Linked DNA regions of Sus scrofa: region 1 is linked to region 2. Evidence: chromatin contacts called from public Hi-C data. All regions are on one chromosome and are shown on one strand. Each heading gives the region's core, a stretch centred on a gene start, on an enhancer-like site or on the middle of the called end of the contact. The rest is flanking DNA. Distances are from core to core; before and after follow the strand shown. Region 1 overlaps SLC36A1 (proton-coupled amino acid transporter 1). Region 2 holds the start of SLC36A1 (proton-coupled amino acid transporter 1).

The links. Hi-C and Micro-C count contacts between places; a contact is called where the count stands out from the background.
Region 1: a Hi-C map of fetal liver shows a contact between it and region 2, with 2.4 times the contacts expected there. The contact joins the enhancer-like site here to the promoter of SLC36A1 in region 2. A contact is called at or near these places in 2 of 5 promoter capture datasets (fetal liver and liver), 32 of 47 Hi-C or Micro-C datasets (adipose tissue, alveolar macrophages, blood and 16 more) and 2 of 2 datasets of contacts at active chromatin or transcription factors (alveolar macrophages and skeletal muscle).

The regions. Positions count from the first base shown.
Region 1 is chr16:71,539,115-71,544,001 of Sscrofa11.1, reverse strand. SLC36A1 (proton-coupled amino acid transporter 1) reads left to right here. Exons shown (of 11, transcript XM_003134140.5): 11 at 1-3,356. Among named protein-coding and RNA genes, the nearest start is that of SLC36A1, 48 kb to the left of the region's middle. Within about 2 kb of position 1,736, at least 7 of the 83 cell types and tissues checked have an H3K27ac peak or open chromatin away from gene starts, as enhancers often do. A contact at or near this core is called in fetal liver, where this site is marked.
Region 2 is chr16:71,585,537-71,590,954 of Sscrofa11.1, reverse strand. SLC36A1 (proton-coupled amino acid transporter 1) reads left to right here and starts at 1,423. Exons shown (of 11, transcript XM_003134140.5): 1 at 1,423-1,615. It overlaps LOC106506564 (a long non-coding RNA gene), which reads right to left and starts at 2,762. Exons shown (of 3, transcript XR_002339800.1): 1 at 2,235-2,762; 2 at 1,099-1,152.

The DNA of each region.
Region 1 (4,887 bases), core at 487-2,986, 47 kb after region 2:
TTCCCCGGCTTCTCCTGCTGAGAAGAAACTTATTCCAGGAGAGACGTCTCCCGGGCCCTCAGCACCCTCGGCTGAGGCCCCCAGAGGTTTCACGGGATCATCAAGCGCGGACCTCGGCCAGGAGCCACGGACCTTGCCTCCCGTTGATCAGCCGGATGTCCTCCCGGAGGACGTGGGGGACTCAGGCCGTGTTTGCCGGTGCACGAGGCTGAGGGACCGCAGGCCCATTTGCGAGGCGTTTCTCTCTCCACAGAAGGTTGATGAAGTGGCCTCTGCGTGCGTTCAGGCCTCTTTCCCAGCCTCAGCCCCTGACAGACAAGCAGCATGGCAGCGTCCCTTTGCCCTCGTGCCAGGAAGACAGCCAGCCTCTTGTGGTGGATGAGGAGATGAGGCCAGTGTGTACAGAGAACGTGCAATTCAGTTCCTAGGGTTTGCATCAGCTGGTCCAACACTAGAGCCGTGCCTGGTTGTTTACGGTCGCCGGAGGGTGGGGCAGAAACGGTGCCCTGCCCCAAGCTGCCTCCAGGACCTGGACTTCTTAAGGAACCACTTGGTTGGGTGTCCTGTGTTCTAAACACTAATCTTGTGCCCTTGTCTCTGCCCCGCAGGCTCCCCCACCCCCACCCCCATGCCTTCCTGGGTATCAGAAAAGAGACAGCCTCAGGGCTGACTCAGCTCAAGGTCAGCCTTTGGGTTTGGGAACAAACTGCAGAGCAGGTGGGGAAGGCCCACGGCCTTGCTTTGGGCGGCCTCCACTTCCCTCTTGGTGGGAGAAGTATGGCAGAGGGTGCTCACCGATTCTCCATCTCTGGAGTGTGTGTGCGTGTGTGTGTGTGCACGCGTGTCATTTGGGTGTGTAACAGGATCCTGCTGTCCTCCATCCGTGCCACCAGACTCCTGCTTACATGACAGTGGGGAGAGCAGCACAGCTTTATCAGGGTCTTTTGTTTTTGTGTTTCACCAAAGCTCCTCGGGGCTGTGACCCACCCCTGCAGTCCCAGCTTTTTTCTTTCTCTTCTGTTCCAGAGCCACCTCATTACAGTGACTCTGGACCGACCTAAGGATGTGATCAGTGGTGACTTGCTCTCCCCTAGGAAAATGACCTGTTTCACCCACCATCTCTGCAGTTTGGTGGTCGCTTGCCGGTGCTAACATGACCTAGGTTCTAGCTGGAGGTGGCAGCAGCCCTACTGTCTGAAGCCTCAGGCATAGAAGTTTCCAAAGTATAACTTCAAGAACTGTCAGCTCCTGTTTGCAAGCCTGGGCCCCAGCCGTCTTTTCCGAGCAGTCCTGAGAGTTGTTTTCAGTGACAAGGTGCAAGCTAGTGGCCAGTACAGGAAAGGGGTCAGCTGTGTGTCCTGCCCACAGCTTCTTCGGGGGAGGCTCTTGTGCTCTTAGAGTGCTACCAGAGGCAGTCCTGTCCAGGCAAGTCGTGTGAATGGAACTGTGATGCTTCATCTGAGGGCTGGACGCACAATGCTGAGGTTCTCTGGCCCTCACGTCTGCTGCTTCAGGGTCCCTGCCCAGAGAACGGGGTGTGTAGGAGACACTGCTTTCACTTTGGGGCTTTGGGAAGCTCGTTAGGCCGGCCTTGGTCCTGTTCAGTCACTTTCCTGTCTCTCGCTGCTTTGACAGCCCAGTTGCATGGCTGATTCAGGAGATCCAGGCCAGGCAGATCCCTTCCTGCCTTGTGCAGTTGCACAGCGATTAGGTGTTGAATAGAGGGCTGGCTGGGAGCTTGTCGTGGAGGAAGCCCTTCCTCTTCTGGAAGCAGCCCTGCGAGGGGCCAGCTCCGGGAAGCTTAGGCCTCTGTTGCCATGGGCTCCTCAGTCAGGAAACCCTCCCTGCTCTCTCCCCACTTCTCGTTAGGAACCAGCTTCCCAGCCTCTCCCCAGGCCCTGCTCCCGTCCCTGATGAAGCAGGAGACTGATCAGGTAGCAACAGATCAAAGGCTGGACTGAAGGCCAGCCATGAGCTCTGGCCTAGTGCTCACAAGCTATGTCCTCAAGTCTCCCCAGGGGAGTCCCACATTCTATCAGCCCAGAGGTAGCTTCTCAGATCCCCTTGTTCTCTCCTGCAGAAACCACTGTTGGGAGCAGGCTTCCAATTTCCTGTAGGCGATATACCTCTCTGTATATGTGGGTTCTTGCTGGAAACAGCATGACCTGGCCCCTGCCCAGAAGTTGGACCTTCCACAAGTGGCATTATTTGTATTTATGTTGTGTTGCTGTCCGGGTGCTGGGAGCCGTTCATCTGCACGGCCCCTGGCCAGATATGTGTGACTTGGTGGCATGTCTTAGCCTAGAACCTGCGGCTTCCCCGCTCCCTCTTCTCTCACTCGCTTCTCCAGCCAAATTCATTGGCTTTTGCTCACTGCTCACTCTCTACCCCCACAAAAGGTAAAGTGGGCAGTTTTACCAGTTGTCTTCAAGTGATGATCCCAAACAGGCCCATTGGGGCCGCCTGTTCCCCGTCCTGTTCTCCTGTCTTGCTTTTTATCTCCAACCTCTCCCTTCCTAAATTGTAGAGTGTCATCTCCGTGTAACACTACATGTCCACCTCATGTTTCTTGGACGTGCAGAATCTCACTTTATGTCTGCTTATAGCTCCCGCTCTTCACTGCTTACCGCAGGGGGTCTGGGCCCGTTTGTTTGACGTCGTGGCTGCCTGGATGTTAAGGCCAGCCCCAGTGCCTGCTCTGGTCAGAATGCAAAGCTGCTTCTTCACAGTGGGGACACACAGCACAGATGGCACGACTTGGAGATTCAGGAGTCGGCTCCAAGTCTGCCTGAGAGTTACAGGTTTCCAAGTACCTTATAGCATCTCCAAGACCATTAAGGGGAACGGAGAGAATGTGGTTTGTCTTTGGAATCAAAGTTAATACTTTTAGACAGTCACACTGGTTGCAGGGCTCTTTGTTCTCACAGCATCAGCCTGTGGCATTTCATCCCTGTCCTTTGTCCCACTGGGTCCTTCCCTGGCCGGGGGACATAAATGGTGCTGATGGTGCGGGAAGCAAGGGTGGAGGGTGCCAGTTATAAACCGTGTTTTGTTTGAATCAAGGTGGTGCTGCAGAAGTGATTTTGTTGTACTCAGTGATAAAATTATGTGACCTTATTATAAAACATATCCATGGATGTGTGAATAGGAAGAATATGAAAAATTGCTGTCTGATAGGTCTTGCTAACCAGACAGTCCCATGTATGTTATGTGCCTACGTGGATGTGTGTTTCCTGCATGGTGCATGTAGAGATGTGGCTCAGGCAGGAGCTCTTAGAAGCTCTCGTTTGGGGTTCTGCACATGAATCATGTGTTAAAATTTTTCCTTAATAAATGAATTTTTTTTATTTTTGAGAGGTTCAGTCTGCGTCTTTGTTTTCCCATTTATTTATTTATTTATTTATTTATTTTGGTCACTCAGATCCGTTTTCTAGATCTTAGGTCAGAATGTTTCTGGTTTCTGCCACAGAGCTCCTCTGAGGGAATAGTGTGAACAGTAGAACCATCTGTGGATTAAGAGTCCCTGAGAGGTGGTTTTTTTCTGTTAGACAACCCTGCCCCTCCCCTTCCTAAGTCTGCTCCTGGCTCTCTCGAAAACTTCAGTAGGAAGTCTCAGCCCTTTCTGTGCATATCACGTGACTGCCCAGCATAGGCGTGATGGTTGGTTCTAAATGTCAGCATGTCTGGGCAGTTGTGTTGAATAACTCAGTTATTCGGTCAAACACGAACCTAGGTGTTGCTGTGAAGGCGTTTTGGAGATGCGGTTAATGTCCACAGTCAGTTGACTTTAAATGAAGGGGGCTGGAGTTCCTGGGTGGCCTAGAGGTTAAGGAACCAGCATCGTCACTGCTGCGGCTCAGGTTCCATGTCTGTCCTGGGAACTTGGTATGCCATGGGTGTGGCAAAAAAAAAAAAAAATGCAAAACTAACTGACTAACTAAAAGGGGTTATCCCCCAAATCTGGGTAAGGGCCCATTAGCTGAAGGGCCTGCAGGGAAAAACTGAAGGAAGAAGAAATTCCGCCTCAAGACCGCAGCCCCAGCTCCTGCCCGAGAGTTTCCAGCCGCCGAGCAGCCCTGTGGATGTTGGACTTGCTGGTCCCTGAGGCCCTCCTCTCCCTCCTCCAAGTCCCTGTTCACATACGTGCAGGGATCGCTCCATCCCACAGGCCCGTGTCGCTGAGGAACCGTGACTGAGCAAGCGATTGATTTCAGGACCGTGGGAGAGATGACTCTCCTTCCCTTTCCGTCGCATTTACAGCCATCTGGTGATGGGAAAACTCATCCTGTTGGCTACTAGATTAGACTCGTCCAAGAGCAGAGCCCTCAAGCACAGCTGAAGCGCAGTTGAACCTGAGCACCGTCGAAGCGTTACTTTACTGAGAGCGGAAAGGGGGGGACAGTATTATGACTGTTTTCGCTCACCAGTGTTATTCCTGGAACTGGGGCGGGGGGCGGGGGTGTCAGAGGGGTCAGGGACCCTTCCAGGACCCCAGCCAGCAAGGGGCAGAGCTGGGATACACACGCAAGCCCTTGGTGGCAGAACCTAAGCACTTGGCCGAGCTCTTTGTTACAGCCTCAGGAGGGAGGGGCCACCCTTAGGGACTATTGAAAGGGTTGGAGAGAATGTTATAAAGTGCCTGGCATGAAGGGCTTATGAAACATCTTGTGAAATATTAGCTGATTTGAAGAAAAGTGCAGAGAAGCAGGTCTTCTTGGGTTTTTTTTGTTTGTTTGTTTGTTTTTTTGGTTGTGCGTTCATTCGTTAGAGTCTTGCTCACATGCTTTGAGCAGAGCATTCACCCCTTCTTAGTTCACCTCTTCTTGTTTTTATTCCTGCTCATGTCTGCATATCATGGCCATCAATCCCTCCTTCCCCGGAACCACG
Region 2 (5,418 bases), core at 174-2,673:
TAAAATATGTTAATGTTTTACTTATACAATTTAGTGAATATTTTAACAGATTTATTGAGGTATGATTTACATACAGTAAACTGCACATATTTAAATTTCATAGCTTTCAACATATATATTCGTGCAACCATCACCACAATCAAGATAATATATTGGTCACCTTGAAAGTTTCCTTATGCCCCTTTCTAATCACTCTTTCCTCTCCTGGTCTCCTCATCCATTCCCAGACAACCACTGCTGTGCTTTCTGTCAGTGTAGATTATTTTAAAATTTCTAGAATATTGTATAAACAGATTCTTTTTTCTGACCTCCCCCCTTTCACTTGGCATAATTAAGATTTATCCAGATATAATTATTTTAAGATTTATCCATTTGTAGCTGTAGCAATATATTTCTTTTGGCTGGGTAGTTAATTTTCAAAAGTAAAATCTGCTAAGAGGAGGAAAGAGAAGCTTAGATAATACATACACCTCAAACATACAGAAATGTTGCCATTCATTTAAAAAGGTTACTTGGGAGTTCCTGTCGTGGCGCAGTGGTTAACGAATCCGACTAGGAACCATGAGGCTGGGGGTTCGATCCTGCCCTTGCTCAGTGGGTTAAGGATCTGGCATTGCCGTGAGCTGTGGTGTAGGTTGCAGACGCGGTTTGGATCCCGCGTGGCTGTGGCTCTGGCATAGGCCGGTGGCTACAGCTCCGATTCAACCCCTAGCCTGGGAACCTCCATATGCCGCGGGAGCAGCCCTAGAAAAGGCAAAAAGACAAAATAATAATAATAATAAAAAAATAAATAAAAGGGTCACTTAAATTTTTAAAATAGGAGTTCCCATCGTCCTGGCTCAGTGGCAACAAGTCTTACTCGTATGCACGCGGACTCAGGCTGGATCCTGGCCTTACTCCGTGGGTCAGCGATTCAGCGCTGCTGTGAGCTGTGGTGTAGGTAGCAGATGCGGCTCGAATCCGACACGGCTGTGGTGCAGGCCGGCAGCTGCAGCTCCAATTGGACCCCTAGCCCGGGAACCTCCATATGCCACAGTGAGGCCCTAAAAAGACACACACACACAATTGTAAATATGTTTAAAAAGAGTGTTGCCTTACCTCACAGTTCTGTGTCCGGTCGCAAGCTCCCGTTTGTGTAAAACGTCTAAAAATCTGACCAGAGGAGATTTTTTTTTAGTGTACTATTTTTCGATGATAAAAGCAACAAGTACCCATTGAGACGTGTTAAAGAAAAGGCCGCGGGTGTAAAACGGAGCAATCTCTCACAAGCCACAGCTCAGGGGACGGTGCTGCGACTCTGGACTGGCGGCAGCTGCTCGGATCTCCCACGCCCGACTCGGTCCCCAGCCACATCATGCTGCCTGTAGGGGCAGCATCCGGCCGCGAGGTGGCGGTGCGGAACTGAGTTTCCGAGCCCCGCGAGAGGAAAGCAGCAGCCTCGCGCGGGAGCACGTGACCCGGCTCTCGGGTTTGGGCGCCTGGGTCACGTGATGGGGCCCGGAAGCGGCTGCCAGGGCAGCCGGCGGTGGAGATGGCAAGGGTTCCACGCTGAGGCAGGGACAGGTGGGCTGCTGGGCTGAAGCAGGAGCCAGAGCTCAAGTCGGAACCCCGAGCGGTGAGTCCGTGCACGGACGGGCTGGGGCTGGCGGCGGGTCAGCGCCTTTGCTGAACCCATGTCCCCTTCCTCCCCGCGCCGCAGAGGCTTCGGGTTAGACACTGACTGGCCGACTGGCCTGGGCTGCGGGTCCGAGTCTCCTCGGCTCCCCGACCGCAGCTGCGGTGTGGTGCATACCCCTCCGGGAGAAGGGGAGCTGGAGAATCCCTTGTCCTTCGCGCTCTTCTCCCATGACCTCCCTGACCTGTTTGACAGGTGTGGAAACAGATGGGAAAGATTACCAAACGACCACAGGGCTTCTGCGGAGGTTCCTGGAGGGGTCAGGAGGTCGCGGTCAAGTGACCTGCCCGCTGTGGGAGTCCTGCTTGGAACTTGCTAGTAGCGGGTCTTTGAGTCGTAGAGTAAGGAACCGCAAGGACTCTGGGAAATTATCTTTTACAGCCCCCATCTAGGGCTCTTGCGGAGATTGAGGTCTAAGGAGTGGCGGTTGCCTACGGTCATGCAGTGAGTTAGTTGCAGACGTGCGACGAGAAACTAAGTCTCCCTGAGCTCTAGCGGCTCTTTGCTTTTCACTACCCTGCCTCCTGCGAAAAACTTAATAGGTGAGAAGTCACCGTACCCTTTTGTGTCCCCTTCTCTTTCATTCCACTCCCCTTTTGTAGCTCTTCGTTCTCTCTCGCTGGGATCCGGCTCTGGGTGTGGTTCCCTGTTTTCAGTATTCAGGATTTTTCTGCAGACTCATCATTCAGTAGGTTCTGTTTCTAACCGTCACGCAATTTTGTGTAAACCATCCCAAAACGTGAAATAAGAGGCGGAGTATGCTCCTGGGAGGGGTAGGTGGCTCCCAGCTCTGGTTGTGAAGAGCTCTGGCATTAAAGACTGTCAAGACCTTTGCTTTATTTGTAATGTAGCTTGTCAGATTCGAAGAATGCTGGTTATTCGGATGGATGTTTTGCAGTTATTTGAGGCTTGCTGAAAGTAGATAGTGTGAGGTAATGGAAAGAACCGAGATTGAAGAATCAGGAAATTTTCTTCTAGTTCTGACCGTTGGCTTTGCAACCTTGAGTGACTCCCATCCTTGCCTGGGTGTAGGTTTCCCAGTCTGCACAGTGATGGGGTGGAATCTCGAAGGGCTCCTTCTGCTTTGCCATTCTTTGCATCTCAGGCTGTTTGTTTTCTAATCAGAAAGGTTTTTTCTTTCCCCTGTGTATATTAGTATCTGTCTGTAATAAGGCTTAATACAGTTGGCCAGGAGGCAGTTTCCCTTCTTGTTTGTGGTTGCCATGAAATCTACCTCCTCTTTCTTCCTATCTCTGTGTTATGTCTAAGCTTAATGCTGATAGCTGAAAATGATTTTAACTTTTATTATTTTAAATATGATCAAGGCCCTCTTTGAATTTTGTTGAGAGCCTAGGCTATAGTAAGTAACTCGTACATTTACTGTGTGTGTTTGTGTTTTTTTGTTTGTTTGTTTTAAAAGATGTCCTTGAAGCAAAAGGAGACAAAAGACTTGGTCATTTGCTCTGAGTTTGGGACTGTTTGGGATGCAGCCCGTTTTTGGCAGAGTTATACTTATGATGTTAAATCTGTCTTCCTTTGTTTTGTAACAGTCACAAAGCCATTTATAATTGTCTGCTATTGAGTTCTTGTTTTCCCTTTAAAGCATATATTGTTCATTTGACCTTATCCCTGTGGCAGCTTGAAGTGCTCAGTGCTGTCTTTGTCTATTTTAAAGGTGCTCTGAGGAAGTAGATTCCATTTTTTTGGGTAGTGTTCCAAAGACCACACCTTGGACCTGTGGATAGAAGTACCAGGAGGGAGGTGGTTTTGAATGAGCCTGAATAAGGGCTTTAAAAGAATTAGCGCTCTCACATCACAACGTGGTGGTCTCTGTCGCTGGAGGTCCTTGTCCCTGGCCAGTTACTTTGGAGAATGTAGTAGATTGGATCACCGTGTCGGGTAGAGGGTTGGACTAGATAAAATTTTAGAGTTTCTTCTAACTCAGAAGGCCTGAGAAATTCTAGGACCAAATCTCTTGTTTCGTAGGGCATGAAGTTGTGTAGATGGAACAGATGTCTGCTCTTGTGACTGCTTTATCTTCCTCCTTTACTCAGATAACCATTCTCATGTTGAAAACTCCTACTGTTTCTTTTTATCCCTCCTCCCTTTGCCAGTGAGTGTCTCAGTCCTTTATGTTCTTGTTACCTCTTCCAGGGTCAGAGGCTGGAGAGTCATCTCTATTGATAATATAGTGCTTATTTCTACCCTGACCCGAAATGAGATCCCCAAACGGGGCTGAGTGAATGGCTTTGGCTTCTGCTTTGCTCTCTGGTCCTGGAAGTGTGGGACTAACCACTAACTCTCAGGCTAGCTTTTGTCTTTTTCCCATAGAGAAAACCTACCTTGAGTCTAAACCCAAGCCTTGGAAGAATCCTGTAGCTCCTTCCTTTGGCCAGGCCTTACTGGGTCTGAGCACACAAAGCGAGCCTCTATTTAATGGGTATGGGGCCCAGTGGTTAGATCATTCTGCCTTTGCCAAAAGAGAAGCTATAGGATGCTATTATTTAGTGCTCTTTTCTTTTTTTCTCCCAAACTTTTCTCTTGTAATCCTGGCCACCCAGGGCTGGTTCTCAATGGCCCCCCCTAGTAGGAAAGCCTCCTCTGTGTTTGCCTTTTCCATGAAGTTCAGATTTCTGTCTCCATGGGTTACTGGGATGCTCATGGCACATAGATCACTGTTTCTGAAATGGGGACCTGGCTCATCTCTCCAGCGATGGAATGGAGGAAGTCCTGAAAGCTTTGTTTGTGTAGTGACTCCCTGACTTGAACTTCTGACTTCCTGTCCCTGAACTCCTCTCCCGTAGTAATCACAGTTGCTACCACTAATGAGCCTGCATTATGGACCAAGCAACATATGTAACATCTTTTCCCTCTGTCTTTATAGCAATATTGTGACATAAGTGTTATTAATGACATTTTTCAGATGAGGAAACTGAGACAAAGGAGGTTAGGCTCACACAACCAGGGTACTCATGTACTTTTTCTGATGCAAGAATTCTTCCTGCAGACCTAATCCTGCCCCATTTTTGTTCCTTCCTTATCAGCCGCATATAGGAACACAGTCTGCATTGTTGTTCATGTTTTTGGAATCCCAATAATGAAGAACAACATATATCAAGAGAATTCGCTGCTTCTCTGGGTTCCAGAGAATGTAATTGTTTCAGAATAACAGGTAGAACCCTTAGTCTGCATCTGTCACCAATCCATGAACTTTGGTAGGACGTGAGGGCTGATAATAAGATCACATCTGTATATTTCTTCTTAGTGCTTTAGAGAAATCTGCCTGTAATCAAGACCTTCTAAGAAGCTGGTTACGACTAGAATGCCCAGTTTGAATCAGGTTGGGCCCAGAAATCTGCATGTGTGTGTGTGTGTGTTTTTAAAGCACTTTTTTGGGATAGAATTCATAGAGCATACTTTTCAACTATTTAAAGTGTACAGTTCAAAAAGCTTTTATATTGAATTCGAAAAGTTGTACAACCATCGCTGCAATTTTAGAACATTTTCATCCCCCTAGAAGAAACTCTGAACCCTTTGCTGTCACCCCCTAATCCCTCCCAGCTCCCTCCCCCAAACCTTAGGCAGCTACTAATCTGCTTCTTGTTTACAGGTTTCCCAATTCTGGACTTTCATATAAATGAAATCATGCAGTATATGGTCCTCTCTGGCTGACATTTCATTTAGAATATTGTTTTCAAGGTTCGTCTGTGTCGTAGCATCCATCAGTATTTCATTTATTTTTA